Linked DNA regions of Sus scrofa: regions 1, 2 and 4 are each linked to region 3. The links are chromatin contacts, called in public Hi-C and promoter capture Hi-C maps. All regions are on one chromosome and are shown on one strand. The core of a region is the stretch at or near the end of the contact, and the rest is flanking DNA. Distances in the headings are between cores, read along the strand shown.

The links. Promoter capture Hi-C pulls out the DNA fragments that hold promoters and counts their contacts. Hi-C and Micro-C count contacts between places; a contact is called where the count stands out from the background.
Region 1: a contact with region 3 is called in a promoter capture Hi-C map of fetal liver, with 2.3 times the contacts expected there. The contact joins the promoter of DLG4 here to the promoter of POLR2A in region 3. A contact is called at or near these places in 2 of 5 promoter capture datasets (fetal liver and liver) and 1 of 47 Hi-C or Micro-C datasets (liver).
Region 2: a Hi-C map of liver shows a contact between it and region 3, with 7 times the contacts expected there. The contact joins the promoter of WRAP53 here to the promoter of POLR2A in region 3. A contact is called at or near these places in 8 of 47 Hi-C or Micro-C datasets (blood, heart right ventricle, liver and 3 more) and 2 of 2 datasets of contacts at active chromatin or transcription factors (alveolar macrophages and skeletal muscle).
Region 4: a Hi-C map of liver shows a contact between it and region 3, with 6 times the contacts expected there. The contact joins the promoter of SLC2A4 here to the promoter of POLR2A in region 3. A contact is called at or near these places in 1 of 5 promoter capture datasets (fetal liver), 6 of 47 Hi-C or Micro-C datasets (embryonic fibroblasts, liver, retroperitoneal adipose tissue and 2 more) and 2 of 2 datasets of contacts at active chromatin or transcription factors (alveolar macrophages and skeletal muscle).

The regions. Positions count from the first base shown.
Region 1 is chr12:52,571,701-52,577,531 of Sscrofa11.1, reverse strand. DLG4 (disks large homolog 4) reads left to right here and starts at 3,511. Exons shown (of 20, transcript XM_003481294.4): 1 at 3,511-4,006. The coding sequence starts at 3,977. ACADVL (very long-chain specific acyl-CoA dehydrogenase, mitochondrial) reads right to left here and starts at 4,011. Exons shown (of 20, transcript XM_021067809.1): 1 at 3,951-4,011; 2 at 815-890; 3 at 507-563; 4 at 350-422; 5 at 196-260; 6 at 1-87. The coding sequence starts at 398.
Region 2 is chr12:52,953,363-52,958,924 of Sscrofa11.1, reverse strand. It overlaps WRAP53 (telomerase Cajal body protein 1), which reads right to left and starts at 4,251. Exons shown (of 10, transcript XM_003131944.4): 1 at 3,512-4,251; 2 at 3,266-3,364; 3 at 3,048-3,159. The coding sequence starts at 3,915. It overlaps TP53 (tumor protein p53), which reads left to right and starts at 5,139. Exons shown (of 11, transcript NM_213824.3): 1 at 5,139-5,250.
Region 3 is chr12:52,776,816-52,782,493 of Sscrofa11.1, reverse strand. POLR2A (DNA-directed RNA polymerase II subunit RPB1) reads right to left here and starts at 2,661. Exons shown (of 31, transcript XM_021067825.1): 1 at 2,172-2,661. The coding sequence starts at 2,264. SLC35G6 (solute carrier family 35 member G6) reads right to left here. Exons shown (of 3, transcript XM_003483096.4): 2 at 5,631-5,678; 3 at 2,919-5,098. The coding sequence starts at 5,633. The coding sequence ends at 4,082.
Region 4 is chr12:52,626,524-52,632,862 of Sscrofa11.1, reverse strand. SLC2A4 (solute carrier family 2 (facilitated glucose transporter), member 4) reads right to left here and starts at 4,117. Exons shown (of 11, transcript NM_001128433.1): 1 at 4,074-4,117; 2 at 2,655-2,771; 3 at 2,367-2,539; 4 at 2,156-2,280; 5 at 1,929-2,044; 6 at 1,664-1,826; 7 at 1,388-1,575; 8 at 850-954; 9 at 610-711; 10 at 1-35. The coding sequence starts at 4,106. It also overlaps a transcript of CLDN7 not described here.

The sequences.
Region 1 (5,831 bases), core at 2,262-4,761, 210 kb after region 3:
ACCAAAGGCCCCCAGCTCCTTGAGGCCCTGCATAGTGGTCTCCTCCACTCGCTCCAGCATGTCATTCTTGGCAGGATCGTTCACCTCCTGGAGAAGACAGGGCCCTACGTCCAGGCTCGTCCAATCAGACTCCTTAACCTCCCTCCCACTCCATCAGGGACCAAGCCCTCTACTCCTCAGGCTGGCATCGCTCACCTCAAAGAAACGGGACACGGGCCCCACCAGCTCTTGGAGAACCTGTGTTTGGTCCTCGTTGAGCACTGCGGGGGATGAGGGTGTCAAGAGGGATGGACAGGTCAGACAAGGCCAGGCCAGGGCCCCCGCCCGGCTGCGACACCCAATTCCTTACCAGACGGATATGGAAACACCTGATCCGTGGTGAGCTGGCCTTTGAACATGCCCACAGCAAAGGATTTGGATTCCTATGCAAGAAGAAGGAGGTTTCACGAGGCGGCACGGGCTGGGTCTGCCTCCGCTTAACTCCTCCCAGGCTCGAGGCCACATACCGTCTGGATCCTTTTTTCTCTGGTCGAAGCCTCAGAGGAGAGGGCATCAGGCTTGGTCTTGGGATTCCGAAGCGCCAAAGAAAGCAAAGGGTTAGAGCTGGCTGTTAGGGGAGGGCGCAGCCTTTCCCCTAGTTTCCATCCTAGGGCACCTTGTCTGCCCTTTCCCCTACTTTCTGCGCCGGGGCAGCCAGTCGGCAGGTGACTGGGACCCAGAGGGAGACCCCTGTTGGCGGTCGGAGGTGGGAGCCAGCCGAGGCCAACTGCCGCTCTCACCGCCCCCATTCCCCCCGAAAGCTGCCGTCCCTTACCTGGGCGGCCCCATGGGCATAGGGACGCCAGGCAGGGCCGGGCCGGGGCTGCTCCGGGAGCGCAGAGAGTCTCGAGCTGTGGGAAGTAGGGGTTCAGGGCTGGCCCGGTCCCCGGGCCCGCTGCCCCTGTTCCTCCTGTCGTACACACACCTTACGCCCCCCAACCTCAGCAGCTGCCGCCCCACGTTCGGGGTCATCTTCGCCGCCTGCATTTCCGAACCCGCGACGGCCGCCGCTGCCCTGAGCGCTGTGACCTAGCGCTCCTGCCAGATCTGCCAAAGTCTGGGACCCGCGCCCTGACTCATCCTCCACAATGCACCGGGAGGCGGGGGGGCGGGGCTTCCGGGCGCCGAGGGCACGCTGGGAGCTGTAGTTCCGGGGCGCCACCCAGCACCTGCATGCTGGATGACCTAGGGTCATCCCCAGACGTCCCTTATCTACCCAGACTCCTTCATCTCGCCTGTCCGAACTAGAGTGTCGCCCTAAAAAGGGGTGATGCGATAGGCTGAGAGAGAAATTTAGGAGACTGCAGCCAGAGGGAGGGAGGGTAGAATGACGGGAGGACTTTCCAGGTGGAATTAGAAGGGAGAGGTGAGAAGAGAGAAGCCTAAGATAGAGGCCAGAGGCAGGGGCGTGGAAAGACGACTCTTTGCGGTGTCTCATCAAATTGGTCTCTACCGACACGGAAGGGAGTGAAATGGCGGGGCGGGTGACTCAAGGTGGATGTGGGGTGGGTGTCCCAGGAATGTTTTCCTGAAGCCTAGGAGTAGTCCCTAACTCCAGCAACACGTCAGCTTTTTCGTTTTGCTTTTTAGGGCCACAGGTGCGGCATATGGAGCTTCCCAGGCTAGGAATCAAATCGGAGCTATAGCTGCTGGCCTTCACCACAGGGCACAGCAGGATCCGAGCCGCATCTGTGACCTACACCACAGCTCATGGCAATGCCGGATCCTTACCCACTGAGCAAGGCCAGGGATTGAACCTGACCCTCAGGGATACTAGTCAGGTTCATTACCGCTGAGCCACAAGGGGAGCTCCTGAAACACCTAAATTTTGACAATAGGAAGGAAGCCAGGTGGGTCCGCTGAGACCTTGAACATCTTTGTCTCCGCCCTCTGCTCTCTGCTGAGACCATGTGCTCAGGCCAGGCCTCTGGGCAGATGGGTTCTTCCCAGGCCCCAGAGGAACCGTAGGAATTCTCATGTCCCTGTCGGGTCTGGTTCTCTTTCTCTCTCTCACACAAACATGTTTAACCCTGGGTCCAGAAGTCCCAGATAATTTATGCCCCTTTGCCATTCTCACGGGGGCCAGGCCCAGAAGAGAGTGACAGTTTCCTTTCCTTTTGAGCTGTGGGAGCAGCTGACCCCCTTGCCCAGTCTTCAGGAAAGTGGAGGGGTCACACCTGGCTTTGGGGAGGGGCCAGGGTGTGAGGAGGAAGATGGTGATGGTGGTGGCACAGCGGGCGGGTCGGAGGCTGCCTGCTTTGCCTGGCAGGTCCAGCTGGGTCGGGAGGAGGCAGCTCAGCTCCTCTGACCCTGGGGGGATTAGAGAGATTAAAGTGAGAGAAGAGAGAGATGTCCGAGGGACCCAGAGGTGAAAAACAGGAGTCCTTGTGAAGGAGAGGCCTGGGGGGAGAGGGTGGGCCTGGGGGTCCTTGTCCTGGACCTCTCCAGAGAGTCTGGGGTGAGAGAGCAGAGATAAGAGGCGGAGGTGAATGTGTTGGCGCCTCGTGGCTGGCTCCCTTGTCCCAATCCTCCCTCATTTGCATTTCACCAGCTCCCAGGTCAGCCCTCTGGCTCCTGGCCCCCCCACTATTGCGATGGGCACCCCCTCTCCTCACGGTGCTGCACAGTGACCTCTTCCAGGCCTTGCTGGGTGAGTAGCCCCGATTTTCCGAGGGGCAGCCGTGGAAAGGGCTGGCCTGGGGGCTGCTTGGGAGTCTGGAGATCTTTTGGTAGCTGCAGGAGCCCCAGGCAGGGGTCCTCCATCAGCGTCCACCAGCCCGGGCTGGAGGGGTTCCTCCCTTAGCGGGCAGACGGAGGTGAGGTGATGGCAGGGGCGGCCAGAGAGGCAGGGGGTGGGCGAGGTAACTCGGTGGTTCTGTTCCTGTGACAGACATCCTGGACTATTATGAGGCTTCCATCTCAGAGAGCCAGGTAAGGGGGTGAGGGTGGGGGCCCGACTTCCCGAGGGAGCAGGCAGGGCTGGAGGGGTGCGCAAAGCACTGCTACTATTACCCTGAGACTTGGGGGCCCTGGGACCACGGCCGGAGTCAGGCGCCCCTGCAGCCCCCTCTTCACCTGCCCCAGCTGCAGGCCCCAAAGGGTCCAGGACTCAGTCACTCTTGAGGCTTCCTCCTGTGCGTCTGAGGGAGCTGAGGCCCCCAGGGACTCCCTCGTGCCTGGCCCTCCCTCCCTGCCTGCCCCGAGCACAGCCTCTCTCCAGCGGCCCCGCCACCCTGGCGGCTCCCAGCCCATCTCGGGCTGCTTCCTCCTCCCTGGCTCTGCTGTCAGCGCTGGTGGCTCTGGCCAGGCCTCCATGTTGGCCTCAGGGCCTCTCCGCTCCTGCCTCCATCTCCTTTCCCATTATCCGGGTTCCTGCCAGCGCGGAAGGAGTTAAGCCTGCCAAGGCACCCCCCATTCTGCTCCTCGATCGCTCCCTCCCTCCCCCTGCTTCCTCTCTCCTCCTCTCTCCCCTTCCCTCCTCGGCTCCACGGCTCCCTCGGCCGCTGCCGCCTCCGACCCCCCCACCCCACTCCCCCGCCACGGCCCCGAGCCCCTGGCCGTTAGGCAAGACCCCCCCTTACCCCGGGGCTCCCCGAAATCCAGCTCCCCTCCCCCACCTCAGCTCATGCCCCAGCCCCCGAACTCCGGGGCTGCCAGCCCCCGGTGCCCCCGCCCCTCCTGAGAATCGGGGTGTGCTCCCCAAGCCCCCTCCCCTCCACTGGGGACCCCCTTTTAGGGCCCCCTTCCCCTCCCTCCCACGCTCCCCTCCCCTCCCCTTCTCCAACCCCCTCTTTCCCCTCTCACCCCTCCCCCCATCCTGGCCCCCCCTGCAAAAGTGGGGTGCGGAGGGGGGAGGGGTGAGAACCCAGGGAGGGGAGGAACGAAACTCCGATGAAGTCAGAGCCCCTTACCCGCCGCCGCGGCCAGGCCCCCCAACATGGACTGTCTCTGTATAGTGACAACCAAGGTAAGCCGTGATGGGGGGGCCAGTCACCTGGGGGGAGGGTGAGAGTTTGTGGGGAGGGGTTTGTCAGGCCTAATCTGCCGCCCGGGGGCCCTGGCGTGAGAGCATCCGAAGATGGATTTGGGGGTCATAATTTAGTTTGGGGGTTCACGGCTGAGAAAATGCTGGGTTTGGCCACAGGTGCCCCCTGGAGTGATCCCTTTGTACCTGGGGAGAAATGGAAAATAGGGGGTATTCTGTGACTTGGGGGCTGGTGGATTCTGAGCTTCACCAGTGATGTTTGAGGGAGACTTATTTAAGGAGAAGCCTGGCTCACATGGGAGTCCTGCCCGGTGTGTGTTAGAAGAGGGGCTCTGCGTGGGGGGTCCCCTTCTCCCCTGGGAGACAAACTGGTCTGCAGGTGTCTTGTCCAATTTCAGGGGGGCTCCTGGCTTGGGGGTAGGAGGTTACTGGTTGTGAGGGCCTGACTGGTCTGGGGGTGTCAGCTGGCACGGAAGGGGAAGGCCTTCAGGTTATAGAAGAAGCGTCTCGTGGTAGATACATTTGGGGGTGCTCTCATTTTGGGGGAGCAGTTAATTTAGGGTTCCAGCTTACGGAATGGGGATAGTTGGGAGTTGTCAGCGAGCTAGGGCCTGACATAGGATCACCTGAGGGAAGGGACCAGGTGAGGTTAGGATTGGGGGTGCTCCCTTGGGTGGTGGAAGGTTGCAGCAGCTGAGGCTGGCAGCTCCTGAGGAGGAGGAGGAGGAGAGGTTTGGGGAGAGAGGGGATTTGAGGAGGGGGACCAGGTGCATGGTGCAGAATTTGGGGGTGGCCCAGGCAGATGCCCATCACCCCCATCTCCTCCCACACAATATCTACCCCTGGTTGAGAAAGAGGGAGAAGAGCAGGTGGAGGGGATGTTCCTGTTACCCCTGACCCTTGGGATAAAGGTGGGGGAGGACACCTGGATTTAAGGTTACTGGGGTGAGAAGGAGTCAGAGGAGGGCCGGGCTGGCAGCCGGGAAGATCCGTACAAGGCTATCCCTGTGGTTGGAGTGCCAGAGATCCTGGCTGGCAGAGCTAGCAAGCTCCTGGTGGGATGCAGAATACCCTGGTCTTGGCTCTAGGACTCTGGGACTGGGAGGCTGGATGCCTGGTGTGTGGAGGGAGGCTTGGGCGGGTGGCAGGCAGCTGGGGGTTGGGGGGTGGGACAGGAAGTGGGGGCCGGGGAGGCGGGGTCTGGGTGAGTCACAGGCTGGGGAGGGGGTTATATTTAGTGGGAACTGCAGATTCTCAGGGGAGGGAGCTGAGGACACACATGTTCCCTGCCACAAACTCACACATGTGTGTACACATGCGTCTATACATGCCTCGCTCATGTGTGAGCTTGGACAGAGGCGACTGGGAGCGGAGGACCTTTAGGTCCCAGCCCCGACCCCCTCTCCAGAGCTACTTGCTTATCCCCTGTTCTGCGGGCTTTGGGCTTTCTCCCATGCTGCTGCTTCCTCTCATCCCCTGTAGTTTCCGTGGATTTTTGTGCCTCAGTTTCTCTGGGCTGCTCTCCTTTAATGTCTGTCTGATCCTCAGTTTCCCCGGTGGTCTCCTGCCCGTAGCCTGCCCCTTAGCCTTAGGCTCCCTGGCTCTAGTCCCTTATGTGCAGGTGTATACGGAAAGCCAGTTGGAATGTGTGGGCTCTGCTTCCAACACGTGAACACACATATGCCAGCGAGGGTGAGGGGCTTGCCTGCACTGGCAGCTATTCTGGGACGGGGGGTGGGGGGGTTATTCGTCTTCCTTCAAGAACCCTGCTTCTTCGATGGAGCCCAGGGTTGAGCATTCCCGAAGG
Region 2 (5,562 bases), core at 3,002-5,501, 170 kb before region 3:
GGATCGAACCCGGGTCCTCATGGATACTGGTCGGGTTCGTCACCATTGAGCCCCGACAGAACTAATTCTTTTAATTCTCACCACAACTCTTTGAGGTGGATGAGTTATTATCCTCATTTTACAGAGAAACTACAGTCAACCTCCTGGGAAAAGATGCACAACCATGCTAACTGCTCTCATTTTAAATGGATACAACAAATTTCTAGTGGGCACTAAGCAAAGTGTGACAGGGCTGCTGCATTTCTCGGTACTTTTGATTCTTCCACCCCGGGACTAAGCCCTTTGGCTCTCTCCCCACAATCCTCTTCTTTCAGCTGATAACCTCCTTTTATGCGTCACTGAGAAGCCAAGAGACAGAGACACCCAAATCTTCCCATGACCAAACAGCTGCCTTGAACGAAACCTCTGCCTTTCTTCCTACCGTGAGGAAAGATTCTGGAAAGATTCTGCGCCTGTCAAAGTCTAGCCTCGTCCTCCAGTGTGCTCTGGATCCTGGCTTCACCCAGCCTTGCAGGTGCTTTGTCACCCTGCCTCCCTCCCACAGCAGCAATTCCTCCCCTCTGTGGGTTATTCCTGACCTCACAGAAGCATCTCGTTAACCTTTCTTGGGCCCCCCCATTCCCACTGGTCACCATTCCATTTCTCAGCTCCCTTCTCAGCATAGGAAACCATTTCCAAAGAATTGCCTCTCCACCCACCCTAACTGCCTTCTGCCTCCATCACTTCTCTGAACGTGCTCTGGTCAAGGTCACTAATGTCTTCTTGGATCATTCTATAAATTTGCCCCCACTCTCAACAGCATTAAACGTGACTCTGGAGGTCCCTGGTGGCACAGAGAATTACGGATCCTGCATTGTCAGTGCAGCCACTTGGGGTGCTGTTATGGCGTGGATTCAACTGCTGGCCCAGGAACTTTCATTTGCCACACAGCCACAGCAAAAAACAAAAAAAAAATGCGACTTGTGCCTCCACTTTCGTAATTTCTCCTGCACCCTCCTCCATACGCCGGAGCATTCCAGGCTCTGCTTGAGCCTTCTCCTTCTCCATCTATGCTCTCTCTCAAGACTGAATCCACTCTCAAGCCACAAGATGCTCTCCCACTCCCAAACTACATCCCGAGCACCCTTCTCAAAGTCTCCCCTTAGATTTACATTGCCGCGACCTAAAAACCCTTGACTTCCATCCCAAGAGCTCTTCACTTCCCAAGTGAACTGTATCTCCATCCACCCCACTGGCTTCGCAGTCCCACAAAATATACTTCAACTCCACCCATCTCTCTCTCTCCTGATGCCACCCCAGCCCAAGCCAGCATCGTTTCTCGCCTGGACTATGACAAACTGCGTCTTAACAGAGTCTCCACTCTTGACCACTCACAGTCCATCAGAATTCCCTGGTGGCCTGGTGGTTAAGGATCTGGCATTGCTACTGCAGTGGCACGGGTTCAATCCTGGGCTTGGGAACTTTCATGTGCAGCCAAAATAAATGAGTAAATAAACTTCAACTATCATTTCACTCTTTTATTTTTTATTTTTCTTTTTATGGCCACACCTGTGGCATATGGAAGTTCCCAGGCTAGGGCTCACATTGGAGCCACAGCTGCTCGCCTACACCACAGCCACAGCAACGCCAGATCTGAGCCACATTTTCGAATTATGCGTGCAGCTCATGGCAACGCCGGATCCTTTAACCCACTGAGCAAAGCCAGGGATGGCACCCACCTCCTCATGGATCCTAGTCTGGTTCTTAACCCACTGAGCCACAATGGGAACTCCCAACACTCTTCTCTTTTAAAACTCTCCCATGGCTTCCCAGAGGCACTCCGAAGGCCCCACCCACAAGATCTGGCATCAGGCATGGTGGCCTTCTTTCTGTTCCTTGAACACATGAAGTTCTTTCCCAGCTCTGGGTTCTCTGGGTTGTTGTAGCATCTCTGCCCCCTTCTTTTTTTTTTTTTTTGTCTTTTCTAGGGCCGCTCCCTCGGCATATGGAGGTTCCCAGGCTAGGGGTCGAATCAGAGCTGTAGCTGCCAGCCCACGCCACAGCCATAGCAATGCGGGATCCAAGCCGCATCTGCAACCTACACCACAGCTCACCGCAACGCCAAATCCTTAACCCACTGAGCAAGGCCAGGGATCGAACCCGCAACCTCATGGTTCCTAGTCGGATTTGTTAACCACTGCGCCACGACGGGAATTCCCACATCTCTGCCTCTTTGTGGAGCACTCTTTCTATACCTCTTCACATGCCGATCTTGTCATCCTTCAGGTCTTAGCTCAAATGTTTCCTTTTCAGAGAACTCCTCCCCAGCCACTTTATTTAAAGTGGTATCCTCTGGTTAATCTCTCCTCATTCTGTTTACTTCCTTCACGGTATATATATATATATATATATTTTTTTTTTTTAAAGCCCGCACCTGTGGCCTATGCAGGTTCCCAGGCTAGGGGTCGAATCGGAGCTACAGCTGCCGGCCATAACCACAGCCACAGCCATGCAGTATCCGAGCCGCATCTGTGACCTACATCACAGCTCTCGGCAATGCCAGATCCCTCACCCACTGAGCAAGGCCAGGGATTGAACCTGCAACCTCATGGTTCCTAGCTGGATTCATTCCCATTGCGGTATTTAACAAATACCCCTTCATGGTATTTGTTAAACTCAATAATGAACTTGACTGCTTATTGGGTAACATGTTTCCCACACAAGAAAGCAAACCAGTTCTTCATCTGTCTCGTTCATCACTTCACCCCAACACCAAACACAGTAGGTGGCATATTAGTGGTCATTCAATAAATATCTGAAAGTCAATTAAAAACTACGGAGAGAAATCCACTACTCCTTTATGGAAAACATATATTCCTAATGAAAGATAAGCCAAATATCACTTTAAATGACTTCGGAACTGACGGCCGAAAATGCTACCTGTGGAAACTCACGGTGAAAAAATACCCTGTTTGTGACAGGAAACATGTGGACTGTACTTTCTCCATCTACAGGCAGGACTTAAAAGTGCCCTGGCTGAGGAAGGGGCAGTTAGTCCCTACCCTTACCATTTCTGCGTATTCCAGCTGCTCCCCCTCACTGTACAGCTCTGGGGGCAGGTTATAAATCCGCAGGACGTTATCAGCACTATTGGTCAGGATGCAGGAACCATCAGGGGCCCTAGGAGTAGGAGAGAGAAGCCTGGATAGACCTGTATCTTGCGAGTGTTGGGCTTGAGCTGAGCAGACCTGTGGCAGAGGTGAGCCCCCTCCTCATCCTTACTTACCACTTACAGCCTTTCAAGAAGTTCTCAGGTTGGGTGCTGAACTCTGACCAGGAACCGCTAAGAAACCGGGGTAGCTGCGAGAAGCTGTAGTTCCAAGTGCTGGAAGGAAGATGGGGAAGACAAACCTGGGTCGCCAAAGCCAAGGAGAAATGGGCCTGGAGAAGTGGGGCTGAGGACTGGCGGATGAGATATATCTCACATTTCCAACCTCCTCAGATTCCTGAGCCAACTGCCATCAGCACTTACGTGTATCCCTCATCCTCTGGAGCGGGTTCCTCAGACACATCTTCCATGTCTTCTCCCGGCCCCAACTCTGGCTTGTTCGTTTCTTCTGCAGGAAGGCTCACTTTTTCAGAAAGTTCTTGCTCCTCGATTCGAGGGCTCAACTCACTAGGAGTATCAAACTCAGCTTCCAACGGAGTGGAGAGAGAAGCTGGGTCCCCTTCCCCCAGCTCCTGGGACACGGCCGAGCCAGCTCCAGGATCCGGGGATATCCGGGGCGCATCATCCCCATCGGGTGGCGGTGGCGTCTGTTCAGGGTTCGTATTTTTATCCATCGAGGAAGCCTGAGGAGAGAGACGGGCTGCAGCTGGGGCCTGGTCTGAAGGAAGGCAGTCCGGAGCTAACACTGGCGCCTCCGGGGTCTTCATACTGCAGAGGAAGCACGGCAAACATTGGCCGCGGCCAGGCAATCCTCTTCCCGCCGGCTACCAGCTGCCGGGCCTGCGGAACGGCAGAGACCGCCGTAAGTTCGCACGGATCCGGACGCAGAACTGGAGAAACCCAGCAGTGCCTTCTTTCTGCTCCCGGGATAGGACAGAAAACAGCCCCCCGCCCCCAGGCCTCGCGAGGCGAGGCGGGCGAACAGGAATGTTGGAGAGCTCGGCGATCCTTAGCCCTGTCGGTGGCTACGCGCCACCTGTTCTCGCGGGATTTGGGCCCACCATTCGATTGGACCTCCGCATCCCGGATCAGACTTCGCGGGCGACCCACAAGAGGGGCGGGGCAGGGACGTAACAGGTCACGGGTTACCGTTCCCCTCCAGTCCTGAATCTCCTAGTGCCTGCTGGGACTTGTAGTCCGAGAGCTTCTGAGTCAGGGAGATGTGTCTGAGCTCCTCGCGCTATCATTCTTCAAGCACCTACTCCCCTCCCCACCTGCAGAGGGCGCGAGCGCTATATTTGTTTTTACGGGGTTTGAACCTGTTTTGCATCTCAACTCCTCAGACCTCCGTCTCTTTTCATTCATTCAATAAATATTTATCATTGAGCTCTTCTTTGCTACCCAGTACTGTACTGGAAAAGACAAGAATGAATAAGATAGTAGGCAAGGTCTCTGCTCTCCTAACGCTTAGGTTGCTGTGTATTGAAGGCAAGGAACAAATTATTTCAAAACGTGATAGGGTCTAGGAAGGAAATTAAACAAGACAGTGTGATACAACGTAACTAGGAGAATACGTTAGCTTGGAACATTAAGGAAGGTCTTCCTAAAAATTGACATTTTAGCTAATGAGGAACTATCCAGCCATCTGGGAGAGCAGAGTTCCAGGCAAAAGGTGCAAAGGCTGTCTTTCTTTCACCTTCATGTCTGACTCGGGGACAAGTCTTTCAAAATGGTTTCCACCAATTCTGTTCTCACAGATCTGGGTTGTCGAATTTCTTCACCGCAAACTGTCAGTAGCTACAAAACCAACACAGCAGGAATCCTGACTCCCCTCACCCTCACCACCTCCGTCCGTCGCCACCGCCCGCAGGGTAATTGCTTGCCCTTACTTGTCATGGCGACTTTGTGCCAGGAGTCTCGCGATGGTTGCTGGGATTGGGATTTTCCCCTCCCATGTGCTCGGACTGGCGCTAAAAGTTTTGAGCTCCTCAAAAGTCCAGGGCCACCATCCTTGGCGCAGGTAGCTGCTGGTCTCCGGGGTCACCTGACGTCCCGTCTCGAGCGTGCATCCCAGGACAGTGACACGCTCTCCTGAGCTTCGGGTAAGCTCTTAACTGAGCCTGATGAATACTCTATGAGTCATGGGCTCTCGGGTCTGTGTATTTTCAGCTCAGAAGAAAGGAGGATGGAGGTGGAGCGAAAGATTTAGTGATTTGGGGGGGGGGGGGAAATGGAAGTTCTTCTAGCGGCATCAACAGAGGAATGCAATGTTGGGAGGCCTGAGTGTAGATGATAGGGATGTTAGGACCAACCGAACTAAAAAGCTGAACACCTGCGCCGGGTAGTGGGGCTTTGGGGAAAACTTGAGCCTGCCTAAGGGGTTCTTCCCCACCACCGCCACCACCCCATTTCAG
Region 3 (5,678 bases), core at 1,412-3,911:
GAAGATAAAATCCTGAGCTCAGTGCCTATCATATAACAGGCACTGAACAAAAACGTACCTATAATTCACTGACTATTAAAGGTGTCTGCCCTGGTATCAGCCCCCCCCCCAAAGGCTTCTATATTTTTCAAGTGCTTTACAGATTGTTGTTGTCTTTTTAGGGCCGCACCCGCGACATAGAAAGGCTCCCAGGCTAGGAGTCAAATCAGAGCTATGGCTGCCGGCCTGCACCACAGCTCACAGCAACGATGGATCCTTAAACCACTGAGCAAGGGCAGGGATCAAACCCGCAACCTCATGGTTCCTAGTCAGATTCGTTTCCACTGAGCCACTTTTAAGGGCCGCACCCGCATATTGAAGTTCCCAAGCTAGGGGTCGAATCGGAGCTATAGCTGCCGGCCTACACCACAGCAACTCGGGATCCAAGCTGCATCTTCGACCTACACCACAGCTCAGGGCAACGCCGAATCCTTAACCCACAGAGGGAAGACAGGGATCGAACCTGAATCCTCATGATTATTAGTTGGATTTGGGTGCACTGAGCCACAATGGGAACGCCCCAGTTTTGTTCTTCAGATTTCAACCTCGACTCCATCTGGAATTTATCCTAAGAGGTGTGAGTTCAGGAGATTCTAACTCCTGACACAACTCTCCTACAGCTGAGCCTCTTCCTTGGACAAAACCGTCTCCATCCACTCAATTCCAGTCTCTCCAGCCAAAAGGCTTCCTTCAGTTCACTCCACAAAGGAAGGAGTCCAAGTCACCAACAGCTCCACGTCCTCCCTGGTCTCTCCTGCTTCCATCCTTAGCCCTCCTCACTAGTCAGTTCTTCATAAGACAACCAAGATAGTAATATATATATATTTTAGGGCCGCACCTGCGGCATATGGAAGTTCCCAGGCTAGGGGTCAAATCAGAGCTACAGCTTTGGGCCTACACCACAGCCATGCAGGCTCTGAGTGGCATTTGCTACCTACACCACAGCTCATGGCAACACCAGATCCTTAACCCACTGAGCAAGGCCAGGGATGGAACCCACATCCCCATGGTTCCTAGCCAAGTTCGTTACCACTGAGCCACGACGGGAACTCCTGTAAGTTTTTTTTTTTTCTCTTTAATGTAAACTCGATGTCACTCTCTTGCTTATAATTCTCCAATGGCTTCCTACTGAAAAAAGAGAATGAGATCCAGATGCTTTACCACAATTGACGACACCCCACCTGGCCTGTCCCACCTCATGCTTCTCTGGCCCATTTTATTTTTTCCTCCAAAAAAAGATGTTTTGCTTTCTTTTTAACATGGACACCCAATATTCGCTTATTCCAAACACTGCTGACCAGAAGTATGTAAACTAGACGCTGGAGTTCCTCCAGCCCATTTTATAATACTCTCCTCACCCACTTAAACTGACCGCTTTTCAGCCCACAGGGCACATCAAGTTAATCCCTCCCTCAGGCCCTTTGCACTTGCTCTTTCCTCTCCCTAAAGAGCTCTTGTCCTAGAATCCATGGACCCAGAGACTGGCTGCTTCTCATATTTTGGGTAATGTCACCGCCTCAGACAGGCCTTCCCAGACCCTGACACCACCCCATCCAAAGTAGCTCTCCCTCGATGGCTCTCCATCGCATTAAACCGTTTCACTTCACTCAAGGCACTTGCCATTCACAGAATGATCTTGCTCATTCATTTATTCGTGTTTACTGGCTGTCTCCCCTGCCCCTTCCCAAAGAATGTGCTCTAGGAGGCAGGGTCCTTGTCTTGTTCGGCTCGGCGTCCCCACCGTCTGTTATGTCTATCACGTAGCAGGTGCTCAATTAATACATGTAGAAGGGGGAGGGAAAAAAATCTGGGGCTCGGCTTCTCATCCAAACTTGCGAAGGCCCCCTAGGATCCGTGTGATCTCGTTTAAGGTCGGTCTCTTCCTCCTTCTCACCCTCCAGCCCCTCTCGCGGCCAGGCCCCCAGCCCGGAACAGCGCTAAGCTTGCTGACCCCTAGGAAAACTTAACTCTGGGGAGGCCGGGAAGCTGGACTCTGCAATGCCTTGGCGCCGCTAACCCATCTGCCCCGCCAGCCACGCTGGGCCAGCGAGCAGCGCCAAGTTTCCGCAGCTGCAGTCAAGCTCCGCCCGCAGCGCGGGAGGGAGAAAGAGTGGGAGGGTAGAGCCGCTTACCAGTTCATCCGGACTGAGGACGCCGAACTGCACTCGCTTGATGGTGCGCAGCGGGCATGCGCTGTCCCCGGAGGGGGGGCCACCCCCGTGCATCGCGGAGGCAGGCGCGCTGCGCAGGCGCAAACCTCACTACAAAAAGCCTGCGCCGCCTCCACCTAGGTGCTCAGACCCCGTCGGGGCGGCCGCCGGGAAGGACCTCCCCGAGTTGGGAGGAAAAAGCCGGAGGAGGGAAAGGTGGGGGAGGGAAGTAGGCGGGGAAACGAAAAGGGGCGAAAGGAGCTCTCCTCCGCCTTTCCGGAGGTTTTTCGTCTCCCGAAAAGAAAAAAAAAAGAGGAGGGGAAAGGGAAAGGTTTGGGGGAGGAAGAAGAAAAAGGGTAACGAATAAATAAGTAACCAGGCTCCTGAACGGCAGAGGTTACGGCAGTTTGTCTCTCCCCCTTCCGGGAGCCGCCTTCTTCTCCAACCGTCCCGGCCGCGCTCTCGGCGCTTCTGAGGAGCGAACCGGCCGAATGACGCCCTTTATAGATTCGCCCCGGCATTCCCCCGCCCCTTCCTTTCCCGCCCTCCTTTGCGCTACGGGGCCGCCTGCGCCGGCGTGCACGGGGCGCGCGCTTGAGGCGTTGATCCTCCCTCCCCGGCTCCCTGGTTGGGGTGACCTTTTGAAATGACAAGGGGGAAGGGAACGGTTTTTATCCCGTCGCCTCCCCTCCCTCCTCCCTCCTACACTGAGGTTTAAGGTTTAAAGGATCAAGGGTAAATATAGGCCGCTTTTATTCTCGTTCCGAGTGAGGTTTCATTTTCAGCCAAAGTTTCTCATTCATGTCACCCCCTTCACTGGAAAATGGTCTGTTCTGAGAATCGGTAATGAAGGAGGCGGGGCCGGTCGGATCCTCCCAAGTAGGTTCCCGAAGGGGGGAGTGCTGGGGGCCGTCCTTGGTCATGAATATGCAGTAGTCGCGCTGAATATGCAAGAACAGGTCAAGATGGCGAGGCCAATTGCTTGTCCGGAAGTAGCTGATATATGTCGAGCGGCCTCCTGAGACGAGTGGACATTTCCAGGCCTCTGACGGAGCGCTGTCCGGGGCTCTGGTTTAGGATCTCCGGCCTGCGCCGCTGCCAGAGGCCTCAGCTCAGAGGCCTGCTCCGGAAGGACGCTGGCCACTATCCGGGAGAGATCACGGGACCGCGACAATCCAGGAAAAGCAGATTAGCCATGGGGCGGGACGCAGAAGTCCTGGGGAACTCGGGGTCAAAGCCTCTGAACATGAGGAAATCCTCCCCCTTCTAGAATATCTCAAAAATAAGATGGTGGTAGAGGTGTGTGAGGATCCTAAGGGATTCTCCAATAAGAGCAGGGGGTAGGACTTCCACTGTCCTTCCAAAGCAGAGATGACACCAACTGCAGAGCCACATTCAGAGTGATCCTTGTTTGATGTCAATATCACGTCACCACACCAAGGTGGGAGGGGGGAGCATAACCACGAGGAAGGGAAACCAACGCTCAGAGGGGAAAAAAAAAAGGCATACTCCCTTCCGCCAGCACAGCTGCTTGATCTGCCTGAAAGCCCCAGTCACTCCAGCCCCAGTGCTCTTCTCTCTCTGCTGCCGAGGGAAAAATCCTCCCAGTGGCTCATGGCCTACCTGCTTCAGCCCCTTTGATCTGCTCTTCAGATGTCACCCCTTAGTTCTGCCCTGATCCCAAGCCCCAGCCTAGATTCCAAATATGTTGATCTCCAGGCTGGTTCCAGGTTTTCTAGGTAGTCCCTTCCTACCTCCTACCAAGTCCCCGGGTCACCCTTGACTCCAAGGGGTGTCCTTCTCCCACACCAGTTCTTTCACATGTTTGTATTCCAGTCTTTCCTTATATTTACCCCTGCCCACCCCCCACCCCCAGGCTCTCAGGTTCGATCTCACTCCTCCACTTGCCCTTCCCTCTCACAGCTGAGGTTCTGGGCAGTGATGATGGCAATGCTGCCCAACACGACCCCTGCCCCCATGATGTCCGAAGGTGCCACGGTCTCATAGAGCACGTAATACTGCAGCATCAGGGCCACCACCACCTCAGAATGCAGGACGGCGCACACCAGGGCGGGATGGGCCTTGGTGACCGCATAACTCACACACACAAAGGAGACCAGGGCAAGGATCCCCACTGCTCCCACGCAGCTCCAACTCAGAGGATCGTTGGGCAGCACGGGGGTCTGCAGCACAAAGAGGCCTGGCACGGAGCCCACCAGCCCCACCAGGCCAAACAGGAAGGCCACTGTCGGTAGGCAGGAGGGGAAGTCCAGGGAGCGATACACCAGGAGCCCCAGTGACAGTGCCAGGCCGCCCAGGAAAGCAAGCACATAGCCCAGGGCGGTGTAGAGGCCCGTGGTCCCCTCCTGCAGTGTCCCTAGTCCAGGTCCCACAATGATGATGAGTCCCAGGGTGCTGCCCAACAAGCCACACCAGTCGTAGCCGCTGAGACGCTGGCTCTCAAGGCAGAGAGCGAGGAGAGCAGAGCAGACCGTGGAAGAACCTTTGCGGACAGTGGCAGCATTGCCAGCGGGCACCACCTGCACTGCACTGTAGGCGCATCCGATGCTGAGGACGTTGAGTAGGGCGTGGAGGCAGGCCCGGCCCCGGACATCGGGAGGTCCCAACAGTGGGTCGCCACGCAGTTTAAGTAGCAGGGCAATGGGGAGGTGGAAGAGGCAGCGACAGATGAGCAGCTCCAGCGAGGGTAGGTGGGAAGCCTGGTAAGCCATACGGGAGAAGGGGCCCACGAAGCCAGCGGGCAGGCCCCCACCCAGCAGGGCCACGAGCAGGCCTTTGGTGGCATCGGAGGGCCGGCAGCGCTGGTGCGAGGGGAGGCTGGGCGGAGTGGAGGGCGATGGTGGCTGCTGGGTGAAGTCGGGCAGGTTGAAGTAGGGGTGACTGCCAGCCTGTTAGGGAGAAAGGAGCTCAGGCATTAGAGCAGCCATAGCTCAGGGGACCCGGGGCAGGGCGAGTGCCAGGCTGGCTTCTGGGACTCTGTGGGACGGTAGAGGGGCAGGCTGTCTTGCTGAGGAACTCTTGGGAGCTAGAAAGGGCCTGAAAGATGGATGAGGTGGTACAGTGTGGACCTTGAACCTCTAAAGCAGGAAGCAGGGAGTGAGCGGTCCTGGAGCATCGTGTTTCTCTGGGTAAGTTGTTCCTGGGATCCTGGGGAGGAGAAAAAGAGGACCCGGGGATAAAAAAAAAAAAAAAAAAAAAAAAAAAAGGACCCAGGGATGCTCTCTTCGTGTGCGGAAGGGGAGGTGGCTCCAGATGCTGTGTGTCTGTGTGATGTCACAGGTTCTAGGACATCGGGGAACATCATTATGAATTTCACTTGTGGGTGTCAGGGACAGCTGGGAAGTTTTAGGGGAGGAGGGGAAAGGGAGCAGCCGGGAGCCACAGGGAGGGGGGCCATGTCCCCCTGCCCCCCACACTCACCATCTTTCCTTGGACTCTTCCTCTTCTCCTGGCTCAGGGGCCTGGGCC
Region 4 (6,339 bases), core at 2,868-5,367, 150 kb after region 3:
ACGATGGAGACATAGCTCATGGCTGGAACCCGCTCCTGGGGGCCGGGAAGGGAGAGTGGAGAATTCAGGTCTCTCTTTCCGTTGTTGTTCTGTTGTTCTTTTTAAGGCCCCACCTGCGGCACATGGAGGTTCCCAGGCTAGGGGTCGAATTAGAGCTGCAGCTGCCGGCCTACGCCACAGCCACAGCCATGCGGGATCCAAGCCAAGTCTATGACCTGCACCACAGTGGCAACGCCGGATCTTTAAACCCCTGCGTGAGGCCAAGGATCGAACTCGCATCCTCACAGATACTATATCTGGTTCTTAACCCACTGAGCCACTCTGGGATCTCCGGTCTCTCAGCTCTTATGACTGTGATTCCCCTTGGGTCCTAGAGCTGGGTCCCTAGGAATTATGTTCCTGAGGTTCCACCGGGGCTCTCCTCCTTGGCCGCCAGGATCGTGCTACGGCTTCTTCCCAGAGCAGGGGAAGTGTGGCCAGGGGTCCCTAGGGAGCGTGGTCCTGGCACATGACTTTCCAGGGGTCCAAGGAAGGCATGTATTAAGAGAGCCTCTTGGGGCAGTTCCCATGAGTTGGACCGCTGGTCCCTTCCCTCTCCCCAGGCCTCACCAGCAGAAGCAGAGCCACAGTCATCAGGATGGCACAGCCACACATTCCTGCCAGGCCCAGGAGATGGAGTGTCCGGCGCCCAGCCCGTTCCACCAGCAACACCTGTGGGGAGAGTCGGGGCTTACAAGGGGGCCTTCAGGGCTCGAGATGTGGGAGGCATTGGGTGGGTGGGGCTAACCAAGAGCAGGGCCCAGGGATGTGAGGCCAACAGTGGGGGCCCTTCCAGAGGCCAGCAGTTACCGAGACCAAGGTGAAGACTGTGTTGACCACACCGGCTCCGATGGTAGCATAGGCTGGTTGCCCCACCCCCGCCGTCTCGAAGATGCTGGTTGAATAGTAGAAAACCTAGAGGTGGACGAGAAGAAAAGACCATGGCAGGGGTGTCCTTTGCTCCCTTGCGGCTGTGCCAAGCTGGACTTAACCTTGAATTTTTTTTTTTTTTTTTTAGGGCTGCACCTGTGGCACATGGACGTTCCCAAGCTAGGGGTTGAATCTGAGCTGCAGTTGCCGGCCAGCCACAGCCACAGCCACAGCCACACCAGATCCAAGCCGCCTCTGTGACCTACACCACAGCTCGTGGCAACGCCGGATCCCTAACCCACTGAGCAAGGCCAAGGATGAAACCCGCATTCCCATGGATACTAGTCGGGTTCATAACCCTCTGAACCACAGGGACTCCTTGACCCTGAATTTTAATGGAGAGGGGCTTGCTCTCTTCTTCCCTTCTCTCGGGCTCTCCCCTAACCCCTGCCCTTCCTTGAGGCTGCCACGTATGTACCGCGTTGATGCCCGACAGCTGCTGGCTCAGCTGCAGCACAATTGCAATGATGAGGGGCTGCCGGTGGGTGTGGCTGCCCAGGAGCTGGAGCAGGGACAGTGGCCGCTCATGCTCCAGCTGCCGCTTCTCCTCCTTCAGCTCAGCCAGCGCTCCAGACACGTCGGCCCAGCCTGTCAGGCGCTTCAGACCTGGAGGCGAGGAGGGTCAGGCCTGAGGGGACAGGGAGGGGGCCTGGGAGGAAGACAGGTGCTACAGCAGGACGGCCCGGGAGCTCACTCTTTCTCGCGGGCCCTTCTAGGTTCCGGATGATATAGAGGTAGCGGGGGCTTTCTGGGCAGAAGGGCAGCAGGACCAGCTGCAGGAGTGCAGGCAGCACTGTGATGCCCAGGAGTAGTGGCCATAGGGTGGCAGTGCCCAGCATGGACTCCAAGCCCAGCACCTGCGGGAGAAGGGCGGGAGGGAGAGAGGGTGGGCCGTTCAGCCCTCCCCAGAGCCCCACCCCCACCCCTCCTTAACCTCCCATGAGGCCAGGCCCAGTCACCTGAGCGATCAGAATGCCAATGACGATGGCCAGCTGGTTGAGTGTCCCCAAGGCACCCCGCAGGTGAGTGGGGGCGATCTCCCCCACGTACATGGGCACCAGCCCAGATGCCAGCCCTGGGCAGAGGGAAGGAGGGAGGTTCTCAGGCGGCTGCCCACTTTGACCCCCAAACCCAGGGACAGCGAAGGAGGGCAAGGCACTGGGCGGGGCTGCAGTGCCCTCAGTACCTGAGTAGGCGCCAATGAGGAACCGTCCAAGAATGAGCATCTCGTAGGAGGCAGCCGCCTTGGCCAGCCCCATGAGGGCACCCGCCAGCACTGCCAGGGTGTTATTGAACAGCATTGCCTTCTTCCTGGCACGCAAAGAGTGGGGCCGTCAGAGGGCAGCTGTGCTCTGGCTCCCTTCCTGTTCCCCCAGCCTTGCCCTCCAGTCCAATACCTTCCCAGCCACTGAGAGATGATGCCAAGCAGGAAGGAAGAGAACATGCCACCCACAGAGAAGATGGCCACGGAGAGAGCCCAGAGGGTGGTGAGGGTGCCTGGTGGGATGGAGCCGGGTCCATTGGGCCCTTGCCTGCCCAGCCACGTCTCATTGTAGCTCTGTTCAATCACCTGGGGGCGGGGGGGGGAGCACAGGAGTGATGCCTGCAGACTTGTCCCTCTCTGCTCACCCCCTTCCTCCCCCGCCTTGTCTGGGAACCCCACTCTGCCAGCTGTGGCCCCTCACCTTCTGGGGGGCATTGATGACCCCAATGTTGTAGCCAAACTGCAGGGAGCCGAGCACAGCGGAGAAGACGGCGAGGACAAGGGTCCCAGTGACTCGCTGCTGAGGGGGCTCCCCATCCTGGGCAGGTGGAAGCAGAGAGGGGACATGTCACGTGGAATTGTGGTTTCTTTCCTTCCCTCTGAGGCCTGGGCCCAGCAGGAGCCTTAAGGTGCTGGGTTCCATCCAGCTCGTTGGGTGAGGAAAGTGGACCTTATTAGGAATCCCTTGAAGATCTCAATGTAAACAAGAGCGGGAAGAACCTGCGGGCAGCTGGGCTTGGGGGGGGGGGACCGATGTTTGAGTCCAGCAGGCAGAGAAATGTTTGAGGACCTGGGTCTCACAATTCCTCTGTGACCTTGGGACAGCCTTGGTCTTACAAGACCTGAGTTCAGATTTTGTGTGACCTTGGGTAAGTCACTTCCCCTCTCTGAACTGTGGAGAACTGGGGAGATACGGATGATGTTGCCTGCTTTGTCTATGTGTCAGTGAAAGTGTGAAAATCAAAATTGAATGTTAATTGTGTCCCCAACTGTACTGGCTTTATAAAGTGACAAGTGCATTATCATCAGCAGCCTCTGTCCTCTTCCCTCCTCCCTGGGGGTTCTGGCAGCCGGCTCCTGGAAGCCCCCAACAGGTTCAAGAAGGGCAGTTCCTAAAAGGACATCGCGGTCATTCCTCCCAGCCTTGTGGCCGTCTCTGTCTCCGCCCCAGCCTCCCTTCCCCCTCTAAGCTGCGACAAAGGGCAGGGGGCCATGGCGGCTCTCGCCTGGGAGAGACTTGCCCAGGGGATGGGGGCGGGAAGGTGGTGTGAGGGGCGGTGGTGGTGGTGGTGGTGGTGGCTGATCGCTGGCGGCACAGACTGTCTCCAAAGGGAAACCTGAGCTGGAGGAGGGAGGGCCGACACTCCCCTCTACCCCTCCACCAACCGCGGGGCCGAGGGAAAGTTCAGCGTCCAGGAGGACTGCCAAGTGTGGGGGTGGGGGCCAACGGAGAAGCCTCTGGTCCTCGAAAAACTGCGGTCGAGCCGGGACAAACGGACAGCTCCTGGAGGGCAAGACCCGCCGGGGTCTGCTTGCTCAAGCTGGATTGAATGCAGGGTGTCCCCGATCCCCGCGCAGCGCGAGGAGGGGCGAACCCTGGGACGCGCGGAATGCAGCTGTAGTCCTTGCCCCGGAAAGTTCCCCCAGACCCACTCTGCCTCCACGAGGGACTGGAATTCGACAGTCACGGGTTGTCAAGCCCCGGGTATAAATAGCCAGTCCCCCACCCCACCCCCTGCACCTGCGCAAGGACCGCCCCCTCGCTGACCCCAACTGCGACCCCAGCCCGAGAAAAAGCGGGACCCGTGTCCCCATCCCGCCCCTGAATGTTAAGCCCTACTTCGGAGCCGATCTGTTGGAAGCCCGACGGCATCTTGTCTTAGGAGCTGGAGGCGCAGGAGCTGCCGGAGACCGGAGAGAGGCGACTGGGGGTCTGTGGCCCCAGCCTGGCGGGCAGAAGGACACAGGGGCGACGGGGGTCCCGAAGCGCAGTACGGAGGGCGGGCCGGGTCGGACCCACAGCCACAAGCCGAGGAGCCAGAGTGTAGCTCCCAGGGATCTGGTGGAGCCTGGCTTGGGGGGAAAAGACCCGAGGAGCAGCCCCCGCAGCCCCCAGGGCCACGCCTTTCACAGCACCCATTGGCCAGGAGCCCGCACACCCCAGAAGGCCACGCCCCTCCCTGAGCTCGGGCTGGGAATTTGGCACCAGCCGTCGGGTTGGCCGGCGAGGCCACGCCCCTTAGCGTGCCCGGCGAGACACGCCCCTCGGTTCCCGCCAGCTTTCCGCCGGGAAGTGTTTGAGAAAAGGGTCCTGGGAGACCTGGCGGCTCCGTCGCCTTAAGTGCGAAGACTCCGCCCACTTGCCAAGCTTGGGGGCCGGAGAAGCGACTTCAAAGCCCTGCGCGTTGGCTCGGAACCGCGGGGTCTGAGAGGAGATGGGCCAGGTACACTTGCCCGGTTGAGACCGCGGGCGGCCCGAGACAGCGCGAGGCGGCGCGCGGGGTGGGTGCGGGCCAATGGCCTAGAGTAACCCACGGCGGTTATTTTTAGCTCCTACGTTGGGAGACGCCAAATGTCAGGTCCCCGGTGTCCTGGCCTGTCCCGGGCGGGGTGGTGGTGGCAGGGAGATGGAGCCTTAAAGGGTCCGCGACACGCTCCCCACGCGGTGATGGCCCCGGGGACAGGAAATTCCGTTCCTAGCGGGTCGGGTGTCTGGACTTGGTGGTCCTCTTTCCGTACATCCCTGCTCCGGGCTCTGCCTATCTGGTCCTTCCCCTACACCCGTGGCCCACGTTGGTTACTGGAAGCGGCCCAAGGGACAGGTGGTCACACCAACCACGTCACCAGTCCTGAGGCCCCTGAGTTGCCAAGAATGTGCTAGCCGCGTGGACGACTTGGGACACGCTCCCTGGAGGCCGCTCTGGGTTTGAATCCCCAGCTAAATCCTGCCCAGGGAGGAGGGCACGACCTAGAGTTGGCATGTCCCGAGAGCAGCAGAACACTGGGTAGGGGAGCGCACGCGGCTGGGAAAACGGGCCTCGGAAGCGCGGTGCTGTAGTGCCATCTGGAGGGAGAGCGCGGATCCGCAGCGGATCGGGCCGAGGTGGTCTCCGAGCCACTCTCCCAGACCTTCTCCCACTCCAAGGTGCCCCTCAGGCCCATCCCAGACCTCCTTCTGGAGCTCTAGATCTGAGTATTCGGTTACCGCCTGGGTGGGCAGCTCACGTGATGAGCGTGTCCAGACCAGCTCCTCCTGCTAACTTCCTCATCTCAGTGAATGGCCCTAAGAGCCACCCTTGTCACTCCCATCAGGTCCGGCTTGATTCCTCCTCTCCTGTACCGACCCCCACCCCCCATCCAGTTCATTCCCAGCACTGATGTTTTGAGTTCCTCGGCTTTCACATTCATCTGATTTTCTCCACCTGTACTGTTGCCACTTTGGTCCAGACCGCCGTCCCGCCAACTCATCTTCCTGCTCCTCTTCTTGTCTTACAGGGAAGGCAGAGTCCCATACAAAAGTTCAGCCTCCTCAGTCCTGCCCTACAAGTCTTTGTTGCCCACTGTCAAGTTCAAACCCCTTTTCAGAGTGAACAAAACCTGCTGCCTTTCCTCTCCTGTCTCTTCCTCACCTTCTATCCCCGCCACTCAAGTTTTCATCAGTTCCTAACTACTTCTTGTACCCAGAACACACTGTGCTCTTTGACTGCTTGGTGCCTTCGCCATCCTAATCCCTCAGTCTGGAATAGTCCTGTTTATCCTCGAAAAAGGCGACCCCCTCTGTGAAAACTTCCTTGATTTTTCTCCAGAGGGCCACGTGTCTCCAATATAGTATATTGTCCTCATTTCTTCTCTGTCCCTTAACCTTGAGGACAAGCGATGTTGTTTACCTCTGTATTCCCCAGCACCCAGCCTAGGGGTGGACACGCGGTAAATGTCTGCTGAATGAATGAAATGAGGGTCTGTTCCTGATGGCCAAGATTGCAGATTGAGGAGTTCCCGTTGTGGCTCAGTGTGTTAAGAACCCGACTAGTATCTCTGAGGATGTGGGTTGGATCCCTGGCCCTGCTCCCTGGGTTAAGGATTGGGCGTGGCTGTGGCTGTGGCTG